Linked DNA regions of Mus musculus: regions 1, 2, 3, 4 and 6 are each linked to region 5. The links are chromatin contacts, called in public ChIA-PET, HiChIP or PLAC-seq and promoter capture Hi-C maps. All regions are on one chromosome and are shown on one strand. Each heading gives the region's core, a stretch centred on a gene start, on an enhancer-like site or on the middle of the called end of the contact. The rest is flanking DNA. Distances are from core to core; before and after follow the strand shown.

The links. Promoter capture Hi-C pulls out the DNA fragments that hold promoters and counts their contacts. ChIA-PET counts read pairs in DNA pulled down with a chosen protein or histone mark. HiChIP or PLAC-seq counts read pairs in DNA pulled down with a chosen protein or histone mark. Capture Hi-C pulls out chosen DNA fragments and counts their contacts.
Region 1: an H3K27ac HiChIP or PLAC-seq map of extraembryonic endoderm stem cells shows a contact between it and region 5, with 6 times the contacts expected there. The contact joins the enhancer-like site here to the promoter of Tbc1d1 in region 5. A contact is called at or near these places in 12 of 39 promoter capture datasets (the 3T3-L1 cell line, the C10 cell line, the HPC-7 cell line and 7 more), 1 of 484 Hi-C or Micro-C datasets (muscle stem cells), 10 of 115 datasets of contacts at active chromatin or transcription factors (bone marrow-derived macrophages, cardiomyocytes, embryonic forebrain and 5 more) and 3 of 9 other capture datasets (adipose tissue, embryonic stem cells and liver).
Region 2: a promoter capture Hi-C map of adipose tissue shows a contact between it and region 5. The contact joins the promoter of Tlr6 here to the promoter of Tbc1d1 in region 5. A contact is called at or near these places in 10 of 39 promoter capture datasets (the C10 cell line, embryonic stem cells, hippocampal neurons and 4 more), 2 of 115 datasets of contacts at active chromatin or transcription factors (memory CD8 T cells and pancreatic cancer cells) and 3 of 9 other capture datasets (adipose tissue, embryonic stem cells and liver).
Region 3: a contact with region 5 is called in an RNA polymerase II ChIA-PET map of memory CD8 T cells, with 8 read pairs. The contact joins the enhancer-like site here to the promoter of Tbc1d1 in region 5. A contact is called at or near these places in 3 of 39 promoter capture datasets (the 3T3-L1 cell line, liver and neutrophils), 2 of 115 datasets of contacts at active chromatin or transcription factors (memory CD8 T cells and stem cell-derived neural progenitor cells) and 2 of 9 other capture datasets (adipose tissue and liver).
Region 4: a promoter capture Hi-C map of liver shows a contact between it and region 5, with 2.2 times the contacts expected there. The contact joins the promoter of Tmem156 here to the promoter of Tbc1d1 in region 5. A contact is called at or near these places in 4 of 39 promoter capture datasets (hippocampal neurons, liver, neutrophils and 1 more) and 1 of 115 datasets of contacts at active chromatin or transcription factors (memory CD8 T cells).
Region 6: a contact with region 5 is called in a promoter capture Hi-C map of hippocampal neurons, with 3 times the contacts expected there. The contact joins the enhancer-like site here to the promoter of Tbc1d1 in region 5. A contact is called at or near these places in 7 of 39 promoter capture datasets (the 3T3-L1 cell line, the C10 cell line, cranial neural crest and 4 more), 1 of 15 datasets of contacts at CTCF or cohesin (large pre-B cells), 3 of 484 Hi-C or Micro-C datasets (LSK cells, hematopoietic stem and progenitor cells and uterus), 7 of 115 datasets of contacts at active chromatin or transcription factors (the NIH/3T3 cell line, embryonic forebrain, epiblast stem cells and 4 more) and 1 of 9 other capture datasets (liver).

Annotation. Positions count from the first base shown.
Region 1 is chr5:64,862,470-64,866,626 of GRCm38.p6, reverse strand. No RefSeq gene overlaps it. Among named protein-coding and RNA genes, the nearest start is that of Gm31889, 15 kb to the left of the region's middle. Within about 2 kb of position 1,821, at least 201 of the 459 cell types and tissues checked have an H3K27ac peak or open chromatin away from gene starts, as enhancers often do. A contact at or near this core is called in adipose tissue, bone marrow-derived macrophages, embryonic stem cells and 3 more, where this site is marked.
Region 2 is chr5:64,957,224-64,961,550 of GRCm38.p6, reverse strand. Tlr6 (toll-like receptor 6) reads left to right here and starts at 1,503. Exons shown (of 2, transcript NM_001359180.2): 1 at 1,503-1,528.
Region 3 is chr5:64,988,745-64,993,142 of GRCm38.p6, reverse strand. The region is part of intron 2 of Fam114a1 (family with sequence similarity 114, member A1); the gene reads right to left. Gm32374 (a long non-coding RNA gene) reads left to right here. Exons shown (of 3, transcript XR_003955930.1): 3 at 1-752. Among named protein-coding and RNA genes, the nearest start is that of Mir574, 21 kb to the right of the region's middle. Within about 2 kb of position 2,967, at least 43 of the 459 cell types and tissues checked have an H3K27ac peak or open chromatin away from gene starts, as enhancers often do. A contact at or near this core is called in memory CD8 T cells, where this site is marked.
Region 4 is chr5:65,090,168-65,094,008 of GRCm38.p6, reverse strand. It overlaps Tmem156 (transmembrane protein 156), which reads left to right and starts at 2,400. Exons shown (of 6, transcript NM_001370814.1): 1 at 2,400-2,541. The coding sequence starts at 2,454.
Region 5 is chr5:64,158,727-64,162,679 of GRCm38.p6, reverse strand. It overlaps Tbc1d1 (TBC1 domain family, member 1), which reads right to left and starts at 2,420. Exons shown (of 22, transcript NM_001310611.1): 1 at 2,175-2,420.
Region 6 is chr5:64,823,523-64,827,401 of GRCm38.p6, reverse strand. It overlaps Klf3 (Kruppel-like factor 3 (basic)), which reads right to left. Exons shown (of 6, transcript NM_008453.6): 5 at 132-292. Among named protein-coding and RNA genes, the nearest start is that of Gm31684, 8.6 kb to the right of the region's middle. Within about 2 kb of position 2,446, at least 23 of the 459 cell types and tissues checked have an H3K27ac peak or open chromatin away from gene starts, as enhancers often do. A contact at or near this core is called in hippocampal neurons, where this site is marked.

The sequences.
Region 1 (4,157 bases), core at 572-3,071, 700 kb before region 5:
CAAATGAGGCTTATTCCCAGACACTACACTAGGAAAGCCTGCTCCCCATTGACTTGCAAACGCTTGACGGTATGGAGCAAAGCCCTGTGTTTAGTAGGGTTTGGGGCATTCAGCCTTCCACACCTGTGTGTTAGGGAGTTTTCTTTCTAGGGGTATTTGTCACATCCTTTGCAGGAAATTACCTCAGAGGGACAATCCTGGAAGGCCACACTGGAGGTCAGATACAGAACTCCCCCTTGCATAGAGTCTCTGTGAGGGGAATCTCTGCATTTCTTTACCCTTTCGGTACACACAGTTAACAATGAGTGTGATCTGTTTTTATTTTATGTTCACTGGTGTTTTGCCTGCATGTACATCTGTGTAAGAGTGCCAGATCTCCTAAAGCTGGAGTTGCAGCTATAAGCTACCACATGGGTGTCAGGAATTGAACCAGAGTCCTCCGGAAGAACAGCCAGTGCTCTTAACCAGTGAGTCATCTCTCTAGCTCCCTCTTTTTCGGTGTTCAAGACAGGGTTAGTCTTTGTGGTCCTGGACCTCTGTACTAAGCTGACCTGAACTCAGAAATCAGACTGCCTCTGCCTCCCAAGGACTAGGATTAAAGCCGTGCGCCACTCGAGAGCTTTTAGGGCAAATGGGCCAAGTTTTTTTTCTGGTTGTAAGAAAGTCCCGCCAACCTTCTGCACATGACCCAGCTACTCTGAGGAGACCTGATAATTTTGGGGGATCCTCAGCAGTCTGTCTGCTATAGTGTACTTGTATCCTATGAAGCCCATGTACGAAAGTCACAAGGTGATATAAGGTACTGAGGTCCTGAACGGGTGGGGCCGTGGTGTCCCGCCTCTTCTTGCTGGAACAATCACAGCATGAACCATCCCCATGACCACAGGTGGGCAGATACCAGATCTGTTAGTGCCTCGGTCTTGAACTTCCAAATTCCCAAACTCTCAACAACATATTTCTGTTGTTTGTAAAGGGTCTAAGTTTGCGACATTTTATTGCAGCAGTCAAAATAGACAAAGACACCCCCAAAGTGACTCCTTTTCTGTGCATCCTGTGACATAAGAAAGTGGACTCAGTGTTAACTCACAGGCTGCCCTGGTGGCAGCCTCCAGCCAGGGGCTAGGTTCAGAACTTAGTTCTTCCTCTTGTGGGCTCATCAGCAGCCCCTGAGCAGCCTGCTTACTGGCTCTGGACCACAGCTTCCTCACTAGCGAAATGAAAACAGTGAGCTTCGCCCTCAGCATGATCCACAAATAAGGTAAGGATCTGAGGCTTAGTGGGGGACGCAGGGCAAGCACTCTGTATGCCTCAGCGGCTGCATCTGTGCAAATCAGGGCTCCATGGAAAGGAACTTTGTCATCTCTCATTGCCGAGGTCTTCACTGATGTCCCAGCAATTTCTTCTACTCTGGGTGACACGACCAAACTTCAGTCTTCCCCAGGGAGCATGACACCCCTCCCTCTATCTTTCCCAAATGCAAACTCCCCCCACTTCTGGGTGGTGTAGAAATTCTGCTCACTGGAGTCAGGTGCCTAGGCACTTGTCCCTCAGAACCGACCAGCTTGGAGGTCAGCTGAAGTTCAGGAGGGCCTCTGTTCTAGTCACTGTTTATAGATCTGCCAGAGTTTGTAAGTCAAAGGCCCATTTGGGGCCTCCAGAGCCAAGGCCAAGAGGGCAAGCACACAATGCAGCCCTTCTTTGGAGGCCTTGTTTACCTTCCGGGAGCAGGCAGGGTGTGGCAAGAACTTCTGGGTGGCGAGAATTACAGGGTGTGGTGAGAATGTTGGGTGTGGCTGCCCAGGCCAGGCCTTGAAGAAAGCTGCCAAGCAACAAGGCAGGGGACCCAGTGGCCCAGGTCTGACTGACTGTGGGGAAGTGGCTGGTGGTGTCTGCTGAGGCCTGGCTCTGCGGTAGAGTAACTAATGCCCTGACTCCCTCACTTGCCAAACACAATAATAGGGTAACAGACCAAGAAGGTACTTCACTCAGCATGGCCCTCCATAGCTTTCCTGTCATGTTAAAAAGTAAGCCCCAGGGGGCTTCGTGAGAGTCTTGGTGCCCACATTAACTATTTTTTTTTAAAGATTTATTTATTTTATTTATATGGGTACACTGTTGCTGTCTTCAGACAGAACCAGAAGAGGGCATCAGATCCCATTACAGACGGTTGTGAGCCACCATGTGGTTGCTGGGAATTGAACTCAGGACCTCTGGAAAGAGCAGTCAGTGCTCTTTACCACTGAGCCAGCCCCCCCTCCCCCGCCTCCCCCCCCCCCTATTCATTTTGGGACCTTGGTGAAATGGCTGGAGATTCTAATGTGACATGTAGCATTTCTTCCATCCAAGCTTTGGACTGAGCCTGGATCCATCTAGGATCAAGTGACCAGAGACCTTCAACCATCCATGAGAATGTTATTTTGGAGACTGTAGAAGCTCTGGTAGGGTTTTGGGGAGAGATGAGTCTGACCTGGGAGCCAGGAAGCCACTCTCTATCCTCTAACTAACTCACTGGATGAGATATCCACCCGGAATAAGATCCAAGGGAGAGACAGAAATCCACTCCATAGTTTTATTGTAAAGACCACCGGCCATATATCCAGATGATGTTCCAACTGGTAATAAGAACACATGCTCCACTATGTTTATAGCAGCCTTATTTATAATAGCCAGAAGCTGGAAAGAACCCAGATGCCCCTCAACAGAGGAATGGATATAGAAAATGTGCTACATTTACACAATGGAGTATTACTCAGCTATTAAAAACAATGAATTTATGAAATTCCTAGCCAAATGGATGGATCTGGAGGGCATCATCCTGAGTGAGGTAACCCAATCACAAAAGAACTCACATGGTATACACTCACTGATAAGTGGATATTAGCCCAGAAACTTAGAATACCCAAGAAGATACAATTTACAAAACACATGAAACTCAAGAAGAAGGAAGACCAAAGTGTGGACACTTCCCCCCTTTTTAGAATTGGAAACAAAACCCCCATGGAAGGAGTTATAGAGACAAAGTTTGGAGCTGAGATGAAAGGATGGACCATCCAGAGACTGCCCCACCCGGGGGTCCACCCCATAATCAGCCACCAAACGCAAACATTATTGCATACGCCAGCAAGATTTTGCTGAAAGGACCCTGATATAGCTGTCTCTTGTGAGGCTATGCCGGGGCCTAGCAAACACAGAAGTGGATGCTCACAGTCAGCTATTGGATGGAACACAGGGCCCCCAATGGAGGAGCTAGAAAAAGTACCCAAGGAGCTGAAGGGGTCTGCAACCCTATAGGTGGAACAACAATATGAACTAACTAGGACCCCTAGATCTCATGTCTCTAGCTGCATATGTATCAGAAGATAGTCTAGTCTGCCATCATTGGAAGAGAGGCTCCTTGGTCTTGCAAACTTTATATGCCCCAGTACAGGGGAACGCCAGGGCCAAGAAGTGGGAGTGAGTGGGTGTGTGTGGGGGGAGGGTATGGGGGACTTTTGGGATAGCACTGGAAAGGTAAATGAAGAAAATACCTAATAAAAATTAAAAAAAAAAAAAAAGACCTTCATCCTAGCTGCCTAGAAGCCAGTCTTCTTTCGGGATAGCATTTGAAATGTAAATGAAGTAAATACCTAATAAAAAAATTGGAAAAATAAATAAATAAAAGGGCCACCGGCTTAGGACAGGTCTGGAACAGGGAAGCTTCTGTAGAGACCAAGCCATTCACCCTCCCCAGGTATGGCTCAGACGTGTCCAAACTTCAAGCCCATGACCCACATGTACCCAGGATATGCGGGTCATATGTATGAATGCAGCCCAGCTCAAAATCTTAGTTACTTCAAGCATTCTAAGATCATTTACAATTAAAAAACAAAACAAAAAAAAAAATCAACTCTATTGTGTGGTTCTGGAGGCAGCGCAATCCCTGGGGTACTTGGCACCCCAGACTTTCTGGGGTTAGAGAAACACTGCAAGACCGTGTGAAGTTCCCATGTCAACTTTTTAGGGCTCCATGTTCACCCACACCCACAGCCATTGTCACCCAAAGGTTTTAAGCCCTATGTAAATGTTGATCACACAAATCTGTCTTCCCGGGCCTGACTGTCTGAGCGCTGTCTGGGGGTGCTCCAAGTTGCTACTTTGGATTCAAGCCAAAAAAGACC
Region 2 (4,327 bases), core at 254-2,753, 800 kb before region 5:
TGGTATTCATTATCATCCCTCGAAAAAAAATCACAACTCTGACTGTTCTGTAGATGAAAAAATAATCTCAGTGAGGTTACACAACTTGCCCAAAGCTACACAGTTGGCTAAGCGAGGCACTCAGCCCAATGTGTTCTCTTTTCTGCTCATTTTCCTGTCATGTGGTCCCTTCCATGTGAGTTGCATGAATTAGGTTGGCTCTACCCTTCCCCTTAGAGTTGTGACAGCTTCAACAGGAGTAGCACTTGCATCCCCAAAGGTCATCATTACTGTGCAATACAACCGAGATGTGAGTCATGTGACCGCTCTTCAATGCTAGGCGCACGTATGTGTGTGCCTGTATGCGTGCGTGCGTGCTTGCTCAAGCTTGTGTGTATACCTCTGAATCATGTGGTTTCTTAAGAAGCAGGCCCAGTGTTGCCTGCCATCCCTTGCATCTCATTGGCTCCTCTCCCCTCTGCCTAGGTCTCCAGTCGGGTCTGGATATCTCCACTCATTCGCTCCCTCCACACACTAGTTGCCAGCTTTGCCCCATCACTCCTTGCTGAGCCTCCCCAGTTCGGAGAAGACTTCCTCTTATGTTTGCTGAGTGACTATGAGCAGTAAGATGTTCTTCTTCGTTTCCTCCCGAAAGCAGAAGTGATTTCCAGCTTATCATTGGCCAACGTACAGTCTTGGTAGTTTTTTGTTTTTGTTTTTTTGTTCAAAGACGAGATGATGGTAGCCAGAGAGATCAATTAGGAGACGATCATCTAGTTAATCGAGTGAGAAGCCGGGATACAGGGACACCTGCTCAAAGTGTCTGCCCTTCATCCTCTTTGCCTTTCAGCCTTGACTAAACGTGTTTCTCAAATTCTAAACAGTCTTTAGAAAACCAAGTTCTAAGCTGCTGTGGAAGAAGACCAGCATCGCTTGCTCTTCCCGAATTAAGAACTGAAGCTCCCAGTAGTAGTGAATGTTGACAAACTGTCGAGGCTGGCTAAATGTGTATTGACACTGAAACTTCTCTTGAAAACCGGCTTTCCAAAAAGCACGCCATGAGCTTTAAGCTTATTTTGTTTTTAAAGTATCTCTGTCAGTCCCAAGGTGCTGAAACCTTGCTCGAATGACAGTGGTGATTTTGTAGGGGAAATATGAAGGATTGTCACAGCACAGAACTGAATCTCCTAACTTCTATCCTGGTGGCAATTTAAAATTCAGTCTGAAATAAAACAAAACAAACAACAAACAACAAAACTAAACAAAAATAAAAACCAAAAAGCAGACAAAACATACCTTAAATAAATACTCGTAGTAACACCAAAATGTTCATAATCTGCTTGTTTATATGAATCTAAAGATTGAAGCAAAGATTTATAGACGGCAGCTCAGAGCCCCTCTGCTTTGGAAGGGTTTTATACACGGGGTAATTCCAACGAGTACCAAGAGATGACGCCAAACCACTCCTAAGTACCGTGGTTCCCAGGCTTAGGACTAGGGTTGGTCAAGCAACTTATTTTTTCAGAGAAATTCGGAGAAGGAAGTCTTGGTAAGTAAGAAGGCTTTTCTGGATTTTTCAAATTACTGCGTTGATATTTCAATCGAGAAAGAAAATGGTACCGTCAGTGCTGGAAATAGGTAACCTTTCTTTGAAATTTTTACAAAACGATTTTGTGGCGGTGTTTTAAAGCGTGGCTGTCGTTTGGACTACCTAAGAATTTTCTGTGACTTTCGGGTAGACAGACAACAGCTGGCATTTCAGCGGTAGCCAAGGAAGTGAGTCGACTTCTGTGACTTTTCCTGTCCCGTTGGTTTGGGCTGTTTTCTCCTTTCACGAAGTTTTGTAGTCTTTTGTGGTCGTGACAGCACACTGGGCTGTGTGTATAAAAACAGTGTTCTGTTTCCTCATCACGTGGTACTATAATCTTTTATTAGTCTGTACCTCTCACTAATTTATGAGCGTTTTGGAGGAAGGATTTAATTCTGTCCCTCCTATGTGAATTCGTTTCCGCTGCGCTAGTTTTTGCCGTGCCCTTTGTCCACAGAAGAATCTGAAGAAACATTTGGTGGAAGTGACTGAGATCAAGATTCCCAAACTCTTTGTAACTTTGAATCCAGCCGGAAGCTGGCACTTGGCCTTCAAACCCAAAGTTTGACAGAGCCAGGTTTCTCTTGTGCTTGTGTTGACTTGATTACAACCCTCCCCCCCACCCCCCTTTTCTCATAGCTTTAGTTTTTACGGCGCTCCCTCCATCCGCCACCACTTTTGGTTTTGTGGTTGACTATTCTTTTCTCTTTCACTTTCTGTTTGATGTATTAAGCAAATTCTTATTGTCTCCTCATACTTCCTTTAAAATAAATAAATAAACCTTCCCCTTTGTCCCACCCATGCTACCTACGAATTCATTAAAGTCTGGGGCTGTTTGCCAGAATGTGCACCCTAGGAACATCTCGAGGTTCTGAGCATCTTCCAGGACGCGCATATCCATGTGGGGGACATGGCAGCTGAATGAATGACAGTCCCTTGAACATAGACACGTAAGCTGCCCTCGGGGGGTGGGGGAGGGGGATTTGTAGGAGGGGACCTCATCCGTGAATGTCCATTCTCTGCCACCTTGTTGAAGAGGTTGGGCCCTCTTTATGTGTGTATTTATATCATAAATAATACAAGCATGCTTGCATATAAAACTTTTTGGCGGGGTATATTTTAAGAGAGCTTTAATTGATTAGTTCTTTGAGAATTTTGAACACTGTGTTTTTCTTCGCCCCTTCCTAACTCTTAACCACCCACCCACCTGAGTGTCCCCCCAACCCACCCCCGTCCAATCCCATCAAATCCAACTTGTGCTATCCATGTACTCTTGGCTATGTTGCCTTATATTGGACTGAGTTAGGCTTACCAAGGGCTCCTCTTCTCCCGGCAACCCTCAACTGCCTCAGCACGGAGTGGAACATTATGCCCGCCTCCACACTCCAAGCTGAAATTCTGTTAGAGACAACTTTTCCCATTAATTAATTAATTAATTAATTCGCTCATTCATTTACATTACATCCCAATATCAGCTCCCTCTCCTATCAGTGCCCCCTCATGCAGCTCCTCTTCCAACTTCCCCCCTCCTCCTCCTCTGAGATGGGGGACTCCCCCCATATCACTTCACCCTGGCACATCAAATAAAGACGGCTTTTTACAAGATTGTAAGAGATAATAGCCTGAGACCCCAGAAGATGTTAAAAGTTTTGAAATTTTAGAAATACTTGAAACTGTAAAAAAGAAAATTAAATTAAGCCCTGATCCTGACATCACTGCTATTTGCATTAGGCATAATTTTTTCACATTCTTCCCCCACGGGTTTTGAGATGCTCTAATCTGTATTCTTACAAATTAGAGTCTTGGTGGGTGTGCAGTGTGGTAACCTTCCTTCCGGTCACTTAATGCTATATTGCAGGATTTTTTTTTTTAATGCAGTGACCGAGGCTGTATGTCGTGCCACGTTGTGAATGAACCATCATTTTCTACCCTAGCCATTCTGATCTTTCCGGTTTTTATCACGGTTTTTATCACGGTGTGAGCATCCCCACAACCTCACCGTCCTGTGGACCTCTACTGATCCCTTCAGTGAATGCTCAGCTGTGGAATTGCTGAAGTAAAGAGCAGCGAATTTTAAAGGAATTTACATAAATTACCACATTACCCAGTGGAACTACGCTAATTTTTCAGACTCATTTGCTTTGTTCCCACACTTAACTTTATAATTTCCTCACATCTTGAATTTATTGATACCTAGAGCTTCCACTCGATCAAGCAAGAACTCCCAACATGCGTCAGTTTCATTCCTTTTTTCTCCCAACATCTAATCATTCCTTCATAATCCTTGGCAAAGTTAAGTCCCAATTTCTTCTAAAAATATTTGTCATCAATATTTGCTGTGGCTCAGCAGTAAACATTACTACATTTTTGCTAATTACTTGTTCTTTTTCTTTTAAGAAATCTATTTGTTCATTGTTATATGTCTGAGCATTTTGTCAGCCCTACTGGTGCTGGGAGTGGCATGTAAGAACAACGTGTGTGTTCATGATCACTGAACCGTTTCTCCAGCCCCTGCCTTGCTTCTTTTTATCTTTCTTTTTTGATAGTACTAGGGCTTGAACATAGAACCTCAAGCATGCTAGACAAGTCCTCTATCACTAAGCCACTAGGAGTTCATTCTGGAACCTCCTTGCCGGGGCATTCAATTTCTTTCTCTGAGGATTGGACCCATTCTCCCAGAGTGTAACCATGGATCTGGTCTCCACACCTTCTAGCACTTCTTTTGTGGTTTCTCTTTGGCCTCCTATGGTGGGCCTTAGG
Region 3 (4,398 bases), core at 1,718-4,217, 830 kb before region 5:
ACAAAATGCAAGACAAGACAGAGGCGAGCTCCCAGGGACTGGGGAAATGCGCTCAATGATATTGTAAACTTTTGTAAATTGTACCTTGAGTATATGCAATGAATGTTTGACATACATAAAAGAACTCTCAGCACCAATAACCCTGCAGGTCTTGAGATGATTAAAAAATTATTTCCTATGAATTTGTCATCTAAACGCTGCATAAATGTTATGAAACACCAGCTTTAAGGCTGTGAAGAAGGGAGCTTTGCAAGCTGGCTGTCAGCTTTTCCTTCTGTCTGGAAACAGAGAGGGACTTGTCAACATGAGCGGAACGCCCATGACTCGTGACTGTCTGCACTCGTTTGTGGTGTCTGCATTGATTCATCCCATTCGGCAATGGAATCCAGTAGCAACTTTGTACCACCAGGAGGACGGGTGTGAGTTGATGACTAATGTAATTCTTTCACTGGGCCGATCACTGCCTGTGATTAGAAAGAACAATGCACTCAGGGGTGATGGCTTCTGACTCAGATCTACAATATTGACTGTGCCCTGACAGCTGGTAATTGGCTAGTGAATAAAACAGAAAGTCAAATGCTGTGTAATAAGCGACTACTTCAGTTGTGCTTTATTAATAAAGTCCTTGACATTGAGCTGGAACTTCTGGCTAGTTACAAGGAATATCTATAATTAATAGAAAGTCCTCAAGTGGCTAGATGTACACATTTAACAAAAAATATAAACTAAATAAATATCAACCATGAATTATATATCCTAAGTATTGTCTCCACTAACTGGTCATTAGGTGACACACTTAGAAGCCTATAAAATAGTCGCATAAGTCCCATGAGATGGCTCAGGGGGTAAAGGTACTTCCATGTAGGTCTAATGACATGAGTTCAACTCTTGGAATCAACATAAAGGCAGAAGGAAATAACCTTCGAGTCCTCTGACCTCTACATTCGCGCAAACACACACACACACACACACACACACACACACACACACACACACACACACAAGACGAAATAAGCAGAGTGCATCAACTTGCTTCTCACATTATTAAATGCTGCTGGAAAGCTTTGTTTCTCACCTTTCACCTAGATAGCTCTCACCTCCTTTAACACAGACCTTCGGGGCCTAACTCAGAAAGCAGAAGGCATCCTATGAGAACTCACTATGTTGTTGTTTTTCTCTCCTTCCCATAAAATCAGAAGAATGACCTTGTATAGTTGGGGCAAATCAGACTTGGATTGATCGAGGACATCTAAATCATAATTAGAGGGGCTAGAGAGATGCCTCAGCAGTTAAGAGCACTGGCTGCTTTTTCAGAGGACCTAGGTTTAATTCCCAGCATTCACATGGCGACTGGCAACCATCTATAACTGCAGTCCCAGGGGATCGAACGGCCTCTTCTGAAATCTGTGTGCACTAGGCATGCATGTGTTGCATAGACATACATATAGACAAAACACCCATCTACATATAATAAATAAAATTTAAACAAAAAATAAAACACAATTGGTCCTTTGAACAACGGCATCCATTGTGTGATCCTAAGAATATTTAACTATGCAGGGGATTCCATCAAGTTCAAAGTTCCTTAAATAGAGAAGACATCTAAATGTCTAGTATCCCACCTAATATCAAATAGAAAATACTTTTTAGGTTGGTCCTGTGACTTAGTGGTACAGCATTCTCCTGGTTTGAGTAAGGCCCAAGTTCCACTCCTAACACTACCATCACCACCACCCAAATGACCACATCATTTACTGAGGCTGGAGTGTGGCTCTGTCACAAAGCATCTGCCTAGTTTGTGTGAGACCCTGAGTCAGAGCTCTGGGAAAATAAACTATTTAATTTAGGCGAACCAGTTCAAAACTATAGGTACAAGGTAAATATCTAGAGGGGTCTGTCAAACACAAGGACCATTCACATGTAGGTGGAAATATATATATATATATTTCTGTGTTAAGATCAAAGACCAATCTGGAAGTCCCATCCCCAGGAGAGATGAGGAATCAGGTACCGTGTAGATCTCATACCGGGGATGCCTGTCATTAGACCCACGAGACCAGGTCTTCCTTAAGTCCTGTAACTCACAGCACAGATAACCTGTCATAAGGATCCTCAATGCAGCAATGAGGCTGCAGGTGTCCTGCCTGGGTGCCTGCTGCTCTGTCAGAAGGTCAGACTCGCAATGGCCTCAGTTATTTCCAAGTAATTTTCTTTCCTCATGAGTAAACCTTTTCCAACTCTAGGAAGATTTAAAACTTAAATGTGGAAAGGCTAAAGCACCAAAGCCACGCTATTAATGCTTTTTTGTGCACATTTGACCTTTTCTGTCCTACTGATATTTATGAAAGTTAACAGGGTCACAAGGTTTGAAAACCAATTTACAATGACCAGCTGAATTATCACATCACAGACTTTAGCTGAAATGGCCCACATTTAGGAATACTGTATTAACATTTAGGTCTTTAAGCCCACTTTATATATTTAATAGCTTGTATAACAATTATGAAGTACTCAACAAGGTTTTGTAATCTATAGATGAGGCACTTGAAAGGAAATAGAATATATTACAATTAAAACATTCAAGTCAATAGGAAAAAAAAGAATCAAATATTAAACAAATTTCCCTAGAAAACTGCTGCTCAATTTTGCTAGGCTTATATATAGAATTATGATTTTTGGGATGAAGAATTGAGTGTTTAAAATTGCAGTCTTAATAAACTAAACACTAACTATTTAAATCAAATTAAGCATCTAAGTAGATCTCCTTTTTATACAATACACACATCAGCTTACACCAAAACCCATCTAAACCCAAATTGAAGGATACCCAAGCCAAGGGACCATGGGTTCATTCTTCTGTTGTCATGGGAACAGTGTCATCCTTTTAGTTACCACTATCCTTACCACCTGACACTGCCCCACCCTGGGCTGGTTTGAGGTCTCTTGGCTTCCTTTTTCTCCCAACAGTGACTTCTCACATTTAACTATGCCCACAGTGTCTCCACCACAGCACCTCAACAGGAACAAGGGGTTTCTCTCAAACCTCTCAGCTTTATGCTCCATTATGTTTCTTCTCCAACTCTTCAGCATGATGCTGATCTTCTGTACCCACTCCTGTCATCACCTCTCCATCAAAGACAGCAAGAGTCCTCCCGCCACCACCTTATGAAGCCATCTGCATCAAAGTCACAGTGACTTCCTTGTTGTCAAGCTACAGACTCATGTTAGGCTTTCATTGCCTGAACTCTCAGTAGGATTTGAAACTTAACAGATTTAGATTTAAAGCACTCTAGTTTCATAGCATTGGTGCCCGTTCACTCTTCTTTACTATAACAAAATATCAGAGGCAGGCACATTTTATAAGGAAAAAGTGTTTACTGAGTTCACAGTTCTGGAGACTTCAAGGCAAGCTCCAGACCTGGCTTGGTTCTGCTGAGGGTCTCAAGGTGGATGCTGTCCCAGTAGTGGGAGCTCATGAGGAAGGAATTACATCTCAAAACAGGAAGCCAGAGAACAACTACTTGCTTAGGCTCATCCTTTTAACAACCCATTCTTGTGAGAGCTCAAGAGTCTCACAAGAGGCACCTTAATCCTTTCTGAGGACAGCTTTCCCAGGAACCCTAGGAATGCCCACTGGGCCCTACTTGCCAGAGGTACAGTTTCCCAATATCTCTGCACTGAGAACCAACCTTCTAACCCCATCCCTTAGGGAGCCAACTCAAACTATATCCAAAGCACAGCACTGCCGCTGCCCTATCTTTCCATTTTTACTTACTGTCAGCATTCAGTATTATGACTTCGGTTATTTTTAGAACACTCTTACATACATAGTATGCTATTATGTAGGCTTCTTAGATTAAGCTACAATCTGAGAGCTGTCAGCATTCCAATAAAATATGTACAGTCCAGGTCAGCAGGGCATTCTCATTAGGAAACCCAGGCTCCAGAGGCAGCCGTAATAAGCAATCCTATTATCTCTGCCTCCATTAACAGCTGATGGTTGGCTAATTAGCATTCCAAATTGCAGGAATATATTTTAACTGGTGAACACAGCAAACTTTTTACTAGCATCCCCAAATATCTGAAAAAAAAAAAAGGTCTTCAAGATTTGTAGATGGTTAAATACATCCAAGAGAGTCTTCATGTCTTGGCATGGCCAGGCACAAGGGAAACTTTTTCAGCCCAGCAGGATGAATGAGTGGTTACAGGTGCCGCTGCCAATCCTGATGAGTTAAGTTTGATCCCAGGAGCCATGTGGTGGAAGGAGAGGATTGACACCTGCAGGTTACCTCTGACTTCCACACATGAACCATAACACATGTGCACTCATACATATACATGCATGTGTGCACATGTGTTATGTGCCTTGTGTCAATGGTCGTCCGTTCAGCTTTGAAC
Region 4 (3,841 bases), core at 1,151-3,650, 930 kb before region 5:
AGGGTCTGATCCCCTGTATCCTCAGAGCAGCCAGCCTGTGGTCTAGGATTTATGGGCCTTCTGTTGCTCTCCTGATAGCCACCATCTGGACACCACCAGAGAAGCCAGGTGCAGAGCACAGGATTGTAGCCAGGACAAAGGGCCTTTCAAGAAAATTGACTTTAAAGTGTCTAAAAATATGATAACCAGATTGAATCAGAGTGGTAGGAAGCAAGGTGGTGGTGGCAGCAGCAATAGCAGTTGTGATGCTTTGTGTGTGTGTATGTACATGTGTGCATTGGAATGTCATGCATTATGTCAGAATGGTTTGATTGATTCTAAAAAAAAAATGTTTTACGAAGTTTCCTGTGTTTGAGGCTTGGCTACCAGCTGACAGATTTTTGATAAATGAATCAGAATGCAAGCTCTGATTTAATTAATAGATTAATCCATGGGACTCTTAGCTGAATGAATTATTAAATGGGCTCTCAGAGGGAATAGATTGCTGGGGGATTGCTTTTAATGGATATATTTGTTCCTATGTGACCTATCCACCACGAGGTGAGCCACGTTGCTCTGCCATGTTTTGCACAATACTTTGCCTCACCTTGCACAGACCCAGCAGCAGTGGAGTCACGTGACTATGCACTGAAGCCCCTCAACATTTGAGCCCAATTTATCTTTCTTCCCTTAAGTCGTTTTGCTCACATTTCGACACAGCAACCGAAAATGACTAATACAGACCTGGCAGAAATATTACAACATAGGAAGCCATTAAATCAATTTTTATATGGATATAAGAATTACTGAGTATTTTAAGGTACTATTGCAACATTTATAGGCGAAAGAATAGACATTAAGATATCAAGGAAGGGGAAAATAGAATATAGTTTTATAAAGGGATAAAAGGGACGTTGTAATCGGAGGAATGATGGGGTAGGACTGGGAGGGCTGGGGAGAGGAGGAACTGTGCCAAGGACCATCAACACTAAAGGCCTTTGAGAAGTCGTATGGAATTCTACTACTGTAGAAGCTTTCTAAGATGTATATTTATATACAGAGTTTAAATGGAGTTAGCATATCATGGGGCAGGGGGATCAGTATCTCAACTAGACATCATATACTACCACATACAACTCCCAGCACCAGGAGTGAGTAACATCATTTTGAATTATTGGCCAAAGGGATCCCATAGACCCCCACAAACATTGCAGGGTATTGCTCCTCCACGACCGGACAGTAAGCCCCTATTGCTGAAGGCTACAAATATTTATAGAGTATCAAGGGGTCCAGATGGTCCTTAAGTGGAAACTTTACTCCTACTGGCTAGTGTTCACATAATAATCCTTTATGATATTCTCAAAATAAAGTATAGGCTTGGGAATTCTGTCCCTATTTTGACTGCTCAGGTCTTCCAATCCCCTTACTGAGGATTCCCATGTGTATGTAAACTGTAGTATCCAGTGGAAAGACAAATGAGTTCATTCTTGGCGCATCTAATCTTTGTCCCTTCCCTCCCCACCCACCTGTTGTTCCATAAAGCGCAGGAGAGGGTGAGAGAGAACAAAAGAGGGTCAGCGGAAAGGACTGGTTACAGAATTGCAGCACTGAGCAGGGAGCAAAGGATACATTTGCTCCAAGTACAAACTGAAATACTGGCTACATTTTATTGTAACCAGAGGAGGGGTGGGGGGTGGGGGTGGGGTGAGGGGGCAATGGAAATGCTAACTACTTGCATTGTCTAAGTAAGAACATTTGCTTGCCATGTATGCTGTCTGTATTCATCAAAGTTTTCCCCTATCCTTCATTTACACTCTAAAACAAATGATTTTTTTTTTCTTTTGCAAGGAGAACAAGAATGTGGATTGCGTCATAGTAAACGCTGTTTATAGACGTAACATTAACAAGTTCCATTCGGCCACTTGCAGAGACAACGGTAAAGCAGAAGCCCAAATTTTCATAAGTCTCTTGTTTATGCTCATATCTTGCACTGTTTACTGTCTTCCAAACACCAGAACCAAGCACAGTGTCTGGCTTTCAGAGAGATTAACTATCATTTACTAAGTAAATGAGTGAACAATGTTTATAAACTGGGGTAGCACTGACATTCGTCCTTTGGTTTTTGGTTATTATGTTGTAGGTTACATGTACCATGTTGTTCTTACACATTGGTAAACATGAGAAACAGATTTAAATCTGGAGCCAGACCCTCTGTGTTTCTTAAGACCATTTCCTCATCTTTCGTGTTTATCAGTTAGCACAACAGTTCTTGTTAGAGGGTGGCTTTATTAGGCAAAGTGACTCAAAATGAAGAAGTCTCAGTCCCGGGTAACTTTTTTTTTTTTAAAGTCAGACCCAAACGGAAGTGAGTATGAGGTGAATCTCAGGAACTTGAAGTAGAGCAGAGATGAGAAGCAGGAAGCAACATACTATCAAGCTACCGATGGGAACACATTTGTGTCATGTGAGTAGACATGACAGAAACAGCTTTCCTTAAATTATTTGTGGCAATAGTGATCACCTTCATTTTAGTCCTGCCAGAATTTTTCAAGACACCAAAAGGTAAGTAAACCATTGCAATCCAGCTCTCGTTTCTTACTTTAGAGCACATTGTCAGCGAGTGGTGACAGACGAGATCTTTTGGGGTGTATGCAGCATGAGCTGAAGTTCGGTGAGTGAACTGCCTTAAGTGAAACGAGATACCAATTTTTAGTTGCCTGTTATCTAGCATAGTGGCCTTAGGACTTAGTTATGTTACAATTGAAAATGTAAAGAAATATTTAAAGTCTGATTTTCGATTCCAGACACGGGACTTAAGAGAATAGCATCTTATGAGTTTGTTCTTTGAAACTGTTTCCTTCTTTCAAAATAATCATATATATCTGCTTTTATATTCTGGAACTTACTAAGGGAACGGACATTTATTTATTTTAAAATGAGCCATTTGATCACAAGGTGAGACTAATAATTTCCTGCTGATCTTAGAAAAATAGGAGTAAATTTTAGTATTTTTAATATGCAGTAAAACCAGATGGGTACAAATATAGGCAGGTATGTGTGTGTTTGGGAGCATTGGGAACAAGGCAAAACCCACTCTGAGAGCCCTTCAAAGAATTGTTATATATTTGTTGAAACTTCAGGGTAGAGAAACAAAAAAATAAGGGAATTTAAATTATTTTTTATATATTATTAAAAGATTGGAAAACATGTTATTGTGGGTGTTTAAGTGATAATTGTGTTCATTAGCCTTTAATAAGAAGGTTAAAAAAAAAACTCCACTGTTCTATTACTAAATAGGAATCATATAAATTTACGAAAACTAGAGAAAAACTTATATTTGATATCTCGCTGCAATGAATATTTATTGTCGAATATATGCAAAGATATGTATTCAGATAAAAATACTTTTGCTAATTATATTTGATGACATACTGCAATGATTATTTAATGTTGCATATTAAATGATGCTAAGTAGCCAGATAAAAATATTTTTGCTAAATAAACACTGTAACTGCAATTTTTACGAATGATCGAATTAAAATTTTTTTCTTTTGGTTTGGTTTTTTAAAAATATATATATATTGAGCACGTATAGTGTATATTTTTGATACTTATTTTCACCCGCTGAAAATGTGTCCTAAAGAAAATAGAATAAAGACAAGTTATTTTTAAGATATTTTGGGCTTAGAGTAGCAACATGTTTTTAGCTATCTAAGCTAGGCCTTCTCTGTGTTTATATTCCTATTACTTTGACCAATTAGTTTGCATCTAATGAATATCAGGTAACTGGCACACACTGTTTGCTAAGTTGGTCAGTGCTTTAAGAGTCTATTAAGGATTGTGAGGAGGAGGGAAAAGACAG
Region 5 (3,953 bases), core at 1,171-3,670:
CACACACACACACACACACACACACACACACACACACACACACACCACACACACACACAGGTGTCTGTAAGTGTTTTAAGTTTTCTTGAGACTAGAGAAACTTTGGGCACTGGGGCCTACTGGGATGGGGGCAATTCTGGAAGTTTTCATTTGCTGATTTAAGAGAAGCACATTTGAAACAGCACCCTGCAAGCATCCTTCTTGTCCTCCTGTCCCTTAGTCTATCAAATAGCTGTTGGAAGGAGGGGCATCAGTTAGTCCTTCTCTAGGGGCACACCCTAGAAAATAATGGGTCACAAAGTAGCTCCCACCAACACCTGGCTCTGCACCTCGGCTGGGGCCTTCTTAGTCCAGGTCTTCCAGGAATGAAGGATCAGAGATTAACAAAGGCTAGGTAGTGAAGGGCTAGGGGGGCAGTCAGTGTTCCTCCAGACACCCATCCATCGCCTCCAGGTTTCCTCGGGTACTGGGACTTGTATGTTAGAAGGCTCTTATACATTAGAAGGGTTATCAGGGAACCCTCGAGCTCTCCTGGGACAGATAAGGGTAGGTTGTGTCAGGGAGGCCCACTGCAAAGCTCTCCTTTGGTATTAATAAGTCATAACTACACCAAAGCTTTTCCCCTTTTCTATGGGTTTGTAAATGACTGAACAAATCCACACCCCCCCCCAAAAGCATCCCTTTTAATGGTCCTCTGCTGGTTTCAGACTGTCCATTGCACCACATTTGGTCCCTTGGTCATTAGTTCATACATGCAGCCTTTTATGGGGTACCAGCTAACTCACTGCAGCATCTACCACACAGTAGAGCTCACGGCACATCAATGGTTTCTTACAGATAAACTTAAGAGAGTTGGTCCCTTTAACTTGATAGGAACGAACATTAAAGACAGGCACATCAGAGGCTCAGCTTCCCATTGCTAAGAGTTTTGCAAAGCACCCACCCGTTTATGTACTTTTCATGCCTCTTCCTGGTTCCTTAAGAAAGTCCTCAGGGTTCCCAGGGAGGAACTGACTCTGCAGAAGGGGGGCACCGTGAATGCTGAGAAAAGAGAAAAGAACTCGCTAGCCTCAGCGAGCTCTCAGGCAAGGTAGTGAGACCCTGAAAAGTGATACATTCCTACCTTTGGGTACAGCTGCCCTCTCCTTCTCCCATCCCACCCCTCCCACCTTGAGCAGGCTCCACAAACAATAAAGCCTAAGTGTGGCCATTCTCCAACTCATGGGAATCCCACTTCACATCGAGGGGGTCTTAAAAGGGATCTTTGCCCATGGAGGTGCAACGCAAAAAGTTTAGAAGTTTAGACTTGTAGAGACAGCTGAGCTTCCTGGGTGTGACCCATTTAAATTAGGTCATTCAAAAATTCCCTTCTAACACCTGGCTCTAAATAGAAGAACGGCTTGCAGCCACTAAGAGGACGAAGGAGGGTTGTACGTAGGAGGTGAATGCCTGCCATCATCAGTACCAGGGCGCTGAAGATGTTTGCTGAGAGAAACACTCATCACTTTCAATTTCTTTTCCTTTTTAAGCAACTTCCGGAGAACAAGGCATTTAAAATAAAATCACAACCAGGAACGCCACACCTAGGTGGGGTTCAAACAGAACGACACATCTTTTAGAAAAGAAGAGAACAGCAACCTGTGAAGTTAGAGTGAGCCTCTTACTCACGTAGCAACCCGGAAGCTGCTAGGAAACAATCAAGCCGGGTTTCAAAATGACCAGCACAGGATGTGCCCATAGAAAGAAATGTTGCGTGCACCGAGAAGCTGCCAAAGTTACCGCTGCAAAGTACCCTGAACTTTCAAAAGGCGGCCTGGGGTCACTCTGACCGGCCTCGTCCGAGCTGGATGCCTTACAAACACTTGTGCCCCGGTGATATTTGGCGGGAGGGAGTGGGGCGGGATATGCAAGGAGGAGGAGCAGGGGACCTGAGCACCTTCGTCGCAGCGCAGAAAGCATCAAGGTTTCTCCCCCCCCCCCCCACCCCCAAGCAGAGGACAACAAGGTAGCTCTGAAATCCCGCCTCTTCCCCCTCCCCCACCAGAGCACCCCAAGAGACCCGGCAGCAACGCCCTTGGGTGGCGGGACCGCGCCTTCTCTGCAGCAAGGGAGCTCAGGGGCATGCTGGAAGTGGAGGGTTGCCCCGCACCCTAAGGACCCAAGGTGGAACCTACCAGTGAGGTGGCACGCTCAGAACTCCGGGCTGAGCTAGGGCGCGCAGGTGCTCCCGGGCACCCAGAAGATGGCCTGGGCGGGCGGGGCGTCCATGGTCCTCAGCTGGCTGTGCTCTTGCCGCCCCACGCTGCTGGGGTGGGGGTCCACTCCACAGTCTCTGCTTCTCTTGCGGGTTGAAGAGACGGTCGGTCCGAGGTGGCTTGCAGCAACAGGCACCGCGGTGTGGCCGGCGGCGGCGACAGCAGCTGAGGAGGAGGAGGAGGTGTCTGCGCGCGGCTCGCTCGCGTTTCCTCCTCCCGGGCTGGGCGAGCGCTGGGGAAAGCAGAGGCGGGGGAGGGGGACAGCAGCCGGAATCTCCCTAGTGAGTCCCCCGGGAGCCAAGAACAGGAGTAGATGCCCTCCCTTCCCCTCCGCACCAAGCGACTCTGGCTAGGCGACTCGGCCCAGACTGGCGAGTCACAGGCGAGCAACAGCTGCTGCAGTGCGGGTCCTCCGCGGCCTCCCTCCCCTCGCTCCCCAGCGGTCCATCCTCAGCCCGCCCAGGGGCCACCAGGCGCCACCCCACGAGAGCTCGGGGAAGGTGCAAGCATCGCCACCCCATCCAGCCTCAGCGCGAAGTCCTGGCCCGGAATATTCCCTGCGTGCTCACAAGTGATTATGGCCCTCCCGGCGGGATGTGTGGTCACACACCGGGCTCTTGACCGCTTATTTATAGCAGGTAGCCCTGCCCGAGGCTGTTTTGGCGTGCGAGGTTCTCAGCAGGTGGCAGCGGAGCCCGCGCTCCCTGAGGGATCCTGCTTCTCTGCACGCACCCTCCGAAACGGACCCGGAGATCACTGCGCAGCGTACCCGCAGGCCACCCAGCCACCAGCCCTTCCCCCGCCTCATCCTTCTTGCATTGGGGTCGAATGGCAGGATGGGGGCTGGTGGGGGGAACCAGGAACCGAAGCAGGATGGGACGCTGGCACTCCAGGCAGCAAAATCGGGGACTCAGAGAAACACCCGGGATGAAGTGCCCTCCGCGGATTAGCCTCTACTAAACCCATCTCTGGCCAGGTGCGGGGAGTGACGCAGAGCCCGGACCGCGCGCTTTTTCCCTCTCTGCGTGCGGAGCACACACACGCACGCACTGCGCGTCTGTGTGCACGCCAGAGAGCCACAGAAACCTCTCAAAGCACCATTCCCGCAAGTTAAAGAGGCAGACTCACTCCAAAGAGCAGAAGGGATCCAAGAAAAGTGAGCGGTGCACGTGGCTTGGATTGTATCTAGAGCCCTCCGTAGCTGCCATGTGGGGTTAGTTCATTCTTTATTACACCATAGTTTGTCTTCCTAGTTTCAGATCGAGAGAGAGAGAGAGAGAGAGAGAGAGAGAGAGAGAGAGAGAGAGAGAGAGAGAGAGAGAGAGAATGAATGAGAATAGATATAGCCAGGAATAGTCTAAGGAAAAGAGTGTTGATTGGTTCGTGGAAAATGCTCCGCAGGAAAAGATCAGGTTATCCAGCTAAACTCTATCGTCTTCAGCATCATACTATCACTGTTTCATGCTTTTATCTTCAACCCCATTGTTAAGTTGTCCTTCCCGCTCTGTGGCCTACAGACCATGGCTACTTCCAGAAGGTCACCACGTCAAGACAAGCGACATGCCAGCCATTGAAGGAGCATCCCAGCCACATTTGGACCTATTGCTTAACTACCCTGCCTGGCAGTCTCCACCATAGAAGGGACAGAGAATTTCTGGAGCATGCTTACAGAATAGGGCCAGAGCCACCTCATCTACC
Region 6 (3,879 bases), core at 1,197-3,696, 660 kb before region 5:
TGCTCTTCTGTACTAAATCCCAGATTCCTCTCTGTGAATATTCCCCAATAAGAACGACCCACCCAACTCAGATGCGCCAGATTTGCCACTCACACCTATCGTTCCCATTTGGGCACTGATGCGTGCCCTACCTGTATGAGTTCTTCTGTGTGCTTTCAAGTGCGAGCTCTTAGTGTAGACCTTATTGCACCCATCATAGTCGCATCTGTGTATCCTGCGCTTCCTTTGGGTATCCGGGGATTCCACAGGTAGAGGTCTCTTCCCAGGCTGCACGATGACGGAAGGATGGTTCCTAGTAAAGTCAAGATTAAGTGCAAAGCATTGAGAAAAGGTGCTTCCCTTCCCTCAAGTCTACTAAAAATAAAAAGCATTTACAACATCGGGCAAAAACAAACAAAACCCCCAACGGAAAAAAAAAAAAACAATAAAAAAAAAAAAGAAAAAGAAAAAAGAATGAGCTGTTCAACCCAAGAAGCGCTGCATTTATATTCATTCAACAAACATGTAGCGAGCACCTACCATGAGCCAGGCACTGTGCTTGGCACCGGGACACAAAGATGAATAAAAACAGGGTTCCTGCCCTCGAGGAGCTCACACTCTAGGGGGAGACAGACATGGAGATAAGTAATGACAGCAAGAAGGTTAAGGTGCTCTGCTGCGGGAGGAGCCGCGTGCGGGGAGAGGCTCTTGCGTGCGCCCGTGTCCGGTACTTCTCAGCACTGCACCGGGTTTCCCACGGGCTAGCTCTCCGATTTCCATTTTTCTCGAAGGAAACATGGAAACAGTTCAATCCCTACTTCTTATGCAAACACGCGGCCCTACAGATCTATACTCTATCCTGCCTCTCCAAGTCTCTTTTGCGGAACGCTGACAGTTTTCATTGGCTCTTTCAAAGGAAGTCCGTCATTGCTGTCTACAGCACAATCTTTCAGCGCCAGAATGGCTCGCACATGAGGGAGGGGTCCAGCACTCACGGTGAAGGTGGGCGGTGACTGGCTCTCGGGGGCGGGGGTGCCACCCATAAAATGGTTTTGGCTCAAAAAGTTTTGCACGAATATTTTTGTTTTGTTTTGTTGGTTTTTTGTTTGTTTGGCTTGAGGTGACCAGTTAAATAATAAAATGTGGGTTCGTTTTACGTGGTCTTTCTTACTTCTGTCAGTACTTTAAAACCTTACGCTGGGAGCTGAGTCCAGACAGATAAGCTAAGTCAGGATTCAGAGACACAGAAAAGTGAACAAGTGGTGGGGGCGTGGCCAGGTGACTGGAACTTCCATCACACACGCATATATTTTTTATTTTAAATTTGAAAGAAAAAACCCCCACAATGGAGAATAAGGTTTATTTGGTCTTTTCTTATTAAGATGGAATAAGTCACTAAAAATCCTTCAGTAAAAAGGAAACTATCTTTTTTACTTTGGAAAGTGCTAGAGAAGATTGAGTGGCCTGTGTGTCTGGGACCCAGGCAGACAGTCCATGCCAAGTGGCTTTAGAAATCTTGTCCAGCAACTGGGTTTTCTGTAGGTTGAGAATCTAAATAATTTCAGCATGGTAATTCCCACTGCATTTCCCAGTGTCTCCTCCTTCGCTAACTGTCTCTGTGCCTCGATTTCCTCTGTGAGACGGGGTATTAATGCTACCGACTGAAGAGGCTGCTGTGGATTTGAACAGTGTGGGAACAGCTCCAGTCGATGACTACCTAGGGAACCACAGGACAGTGTTTGTGCCAGAGGCCAAATGACTAACAGAAAGCAGCCAGTACTCTGTGCTCAGAAGCACTCTTTCCTGCCACACGGCACAGTTGTCCAATTAATGTGGAGTTTCCTGGATGTTTCAAAGCCACTTTAAAAAACTATCAAGGTAGAGTCTATTGGAAAACTCGACAGTGTGGTGGTATAGGTTGAAGTAAGAGAGAGATTAATGTCTTGGCTATCTCAGTCTTCCATCTTTCACTCATTTTTTTTTTTTTTTTTTTGGTTTTTGGAGACAGGGTATCTCTGTGTAGCCCTGGCTGTCCTGTAACTCACTTTGTAGACCAGGCTGGCCTCGAACTCAGAAATCCACCTGTCTCTGCCTCCCAAGTGCTGGGATTAAATTTCTAAAGAGATCATTTGGGATCAAACAGGCATAGACTAGTTACTATGTAGCAGATACCTGCTCTGAGTTAAATTGGCCCTTCCTAAGTCCGCATCCTTACGCCCTCTCCTGTTTTTCTGGTCTCCCATTTTCCTGTTCTAAATGCAGCCTGACAAAAGGAATGGCATCTTTTGAATTTTATTTTATATTTTGTTATACCTTTGAATGCATTTAAAAATGATGCTAATGCTGTAATTCTGGATCAAGCAAATGAGTTTCCAAGCTGTGAAGCCCACGCCTAGGCAGCAGGGTTTCAAGGCTGGTGTTGCTGAGGGGCCAGGCTCACGGCAATGTTCTAGGTACTTGGCTTCAAGCAATTCTTTCCTGGCTAATGTGTTCTATGTGGGCTGCTACTGGGCCCACTCCAAGACATTACTTAATCCCATCTGCGAAAGAATTACATAGAGTGCATGTTCCACTGTGGTTAATCTACAGAGGTTTTTGTTTTTGGGTTTTTTTTTTGGGGGGAGAAAAATGCATCTTAGGTCAGCATTAAATAAACACATTACTCATTAAGCATTCAAAAACCTCCAGCAGTGAGATCACTAAAGGAATATTACTTGAAACAGAAATATATAATAATATAATATATATGTGTGTGTGTGTGTGTGTATATTTAATATATAGCTCAGCCTGGCTTAAATGCCTGATCCTCCTGCCTCTACCTCCCACATGCTGGGGTCACAGGCATATCCTACCACACCTAGCTGGAAACAGTATTTCCTTTTAAGCAGTATTTAAAGAATGGGAGACTACTTTCAAATACTTTCCCACAATGTCTCACATTTTAATTTGTAATGTAAGTCTAGCCCTGTGCTATCTACTGGCCAACTACACGCCCAGAGAGACGGAGCTCAAAGCAGGTACCCCGTGTCAAGTGTGGGACCGTGGGTGTATTGGGGGTACCTTAACTAATATGTTGGCTTATCAGTTCTCTATCTGCTCTGAATAAAGGAACTCACTCGAAACACCTGGAGCTGGGCATGAGGCTTCATGCTTGCAACCCTGATAGTCAGGAGGCTGAGGCAGACAGGTCAGGAATATGGGGTCAGCCTGGGCTGTACACCAAGACCCTGTCTTTAAACAAAAACAGACAAAAACCCTAAAACTGAACTTCAAGGGGAAGTACTATACAACTGTGAAAAAGGAGAGCACTGGCCTCCAAGCTGCTGAGAAAGCCACACAAACCAGAGTTGGGTGTGACCGCAGTAGACCTGAAGTCACCCGCAACAGCTTCTGTGAAGCCAAGGAACTCACACTCTACTGTTGAGCAATGTGACAGGGGAAGAGAAGGTAGGACAGGAAAAGTAGGCAGAACATTTGCTGAAGCTGGAGAGAAGATCCACATGATGGATGGTGGGAGGGACCCTGCAGAGGCAATGGCTGTGGATGCTGAGGCTGTCCCAATTAGTTGGCTGGACCCAGTGCAGAAGCACTATAGAGTTGGTACAAGAGCAATTACAACAAAAAGGCAGAAGACGTGGGCAGTGAGAATAAGCTTAGTCCTCGCGTGCTGAAGCACAGCGCCCGGGTCAAAGCCGTCTTCCCAGACGCTGCTCTCTTCAGGGGTCAAACCATGAACTGTGACTTAACCATGTGAGGTACCACCCTGTCCAAGCAGAGGCTCAGATGCTGGCCAAGGCAGAGCATCCTTCCTCCTGGCTTACAGCCCTGCAAGTGAGGAGAGGCTCCAAGGGCAGCCATGATTAAAGACGCAATGCCAAGATTTCTTTCTGCACTGAGCTC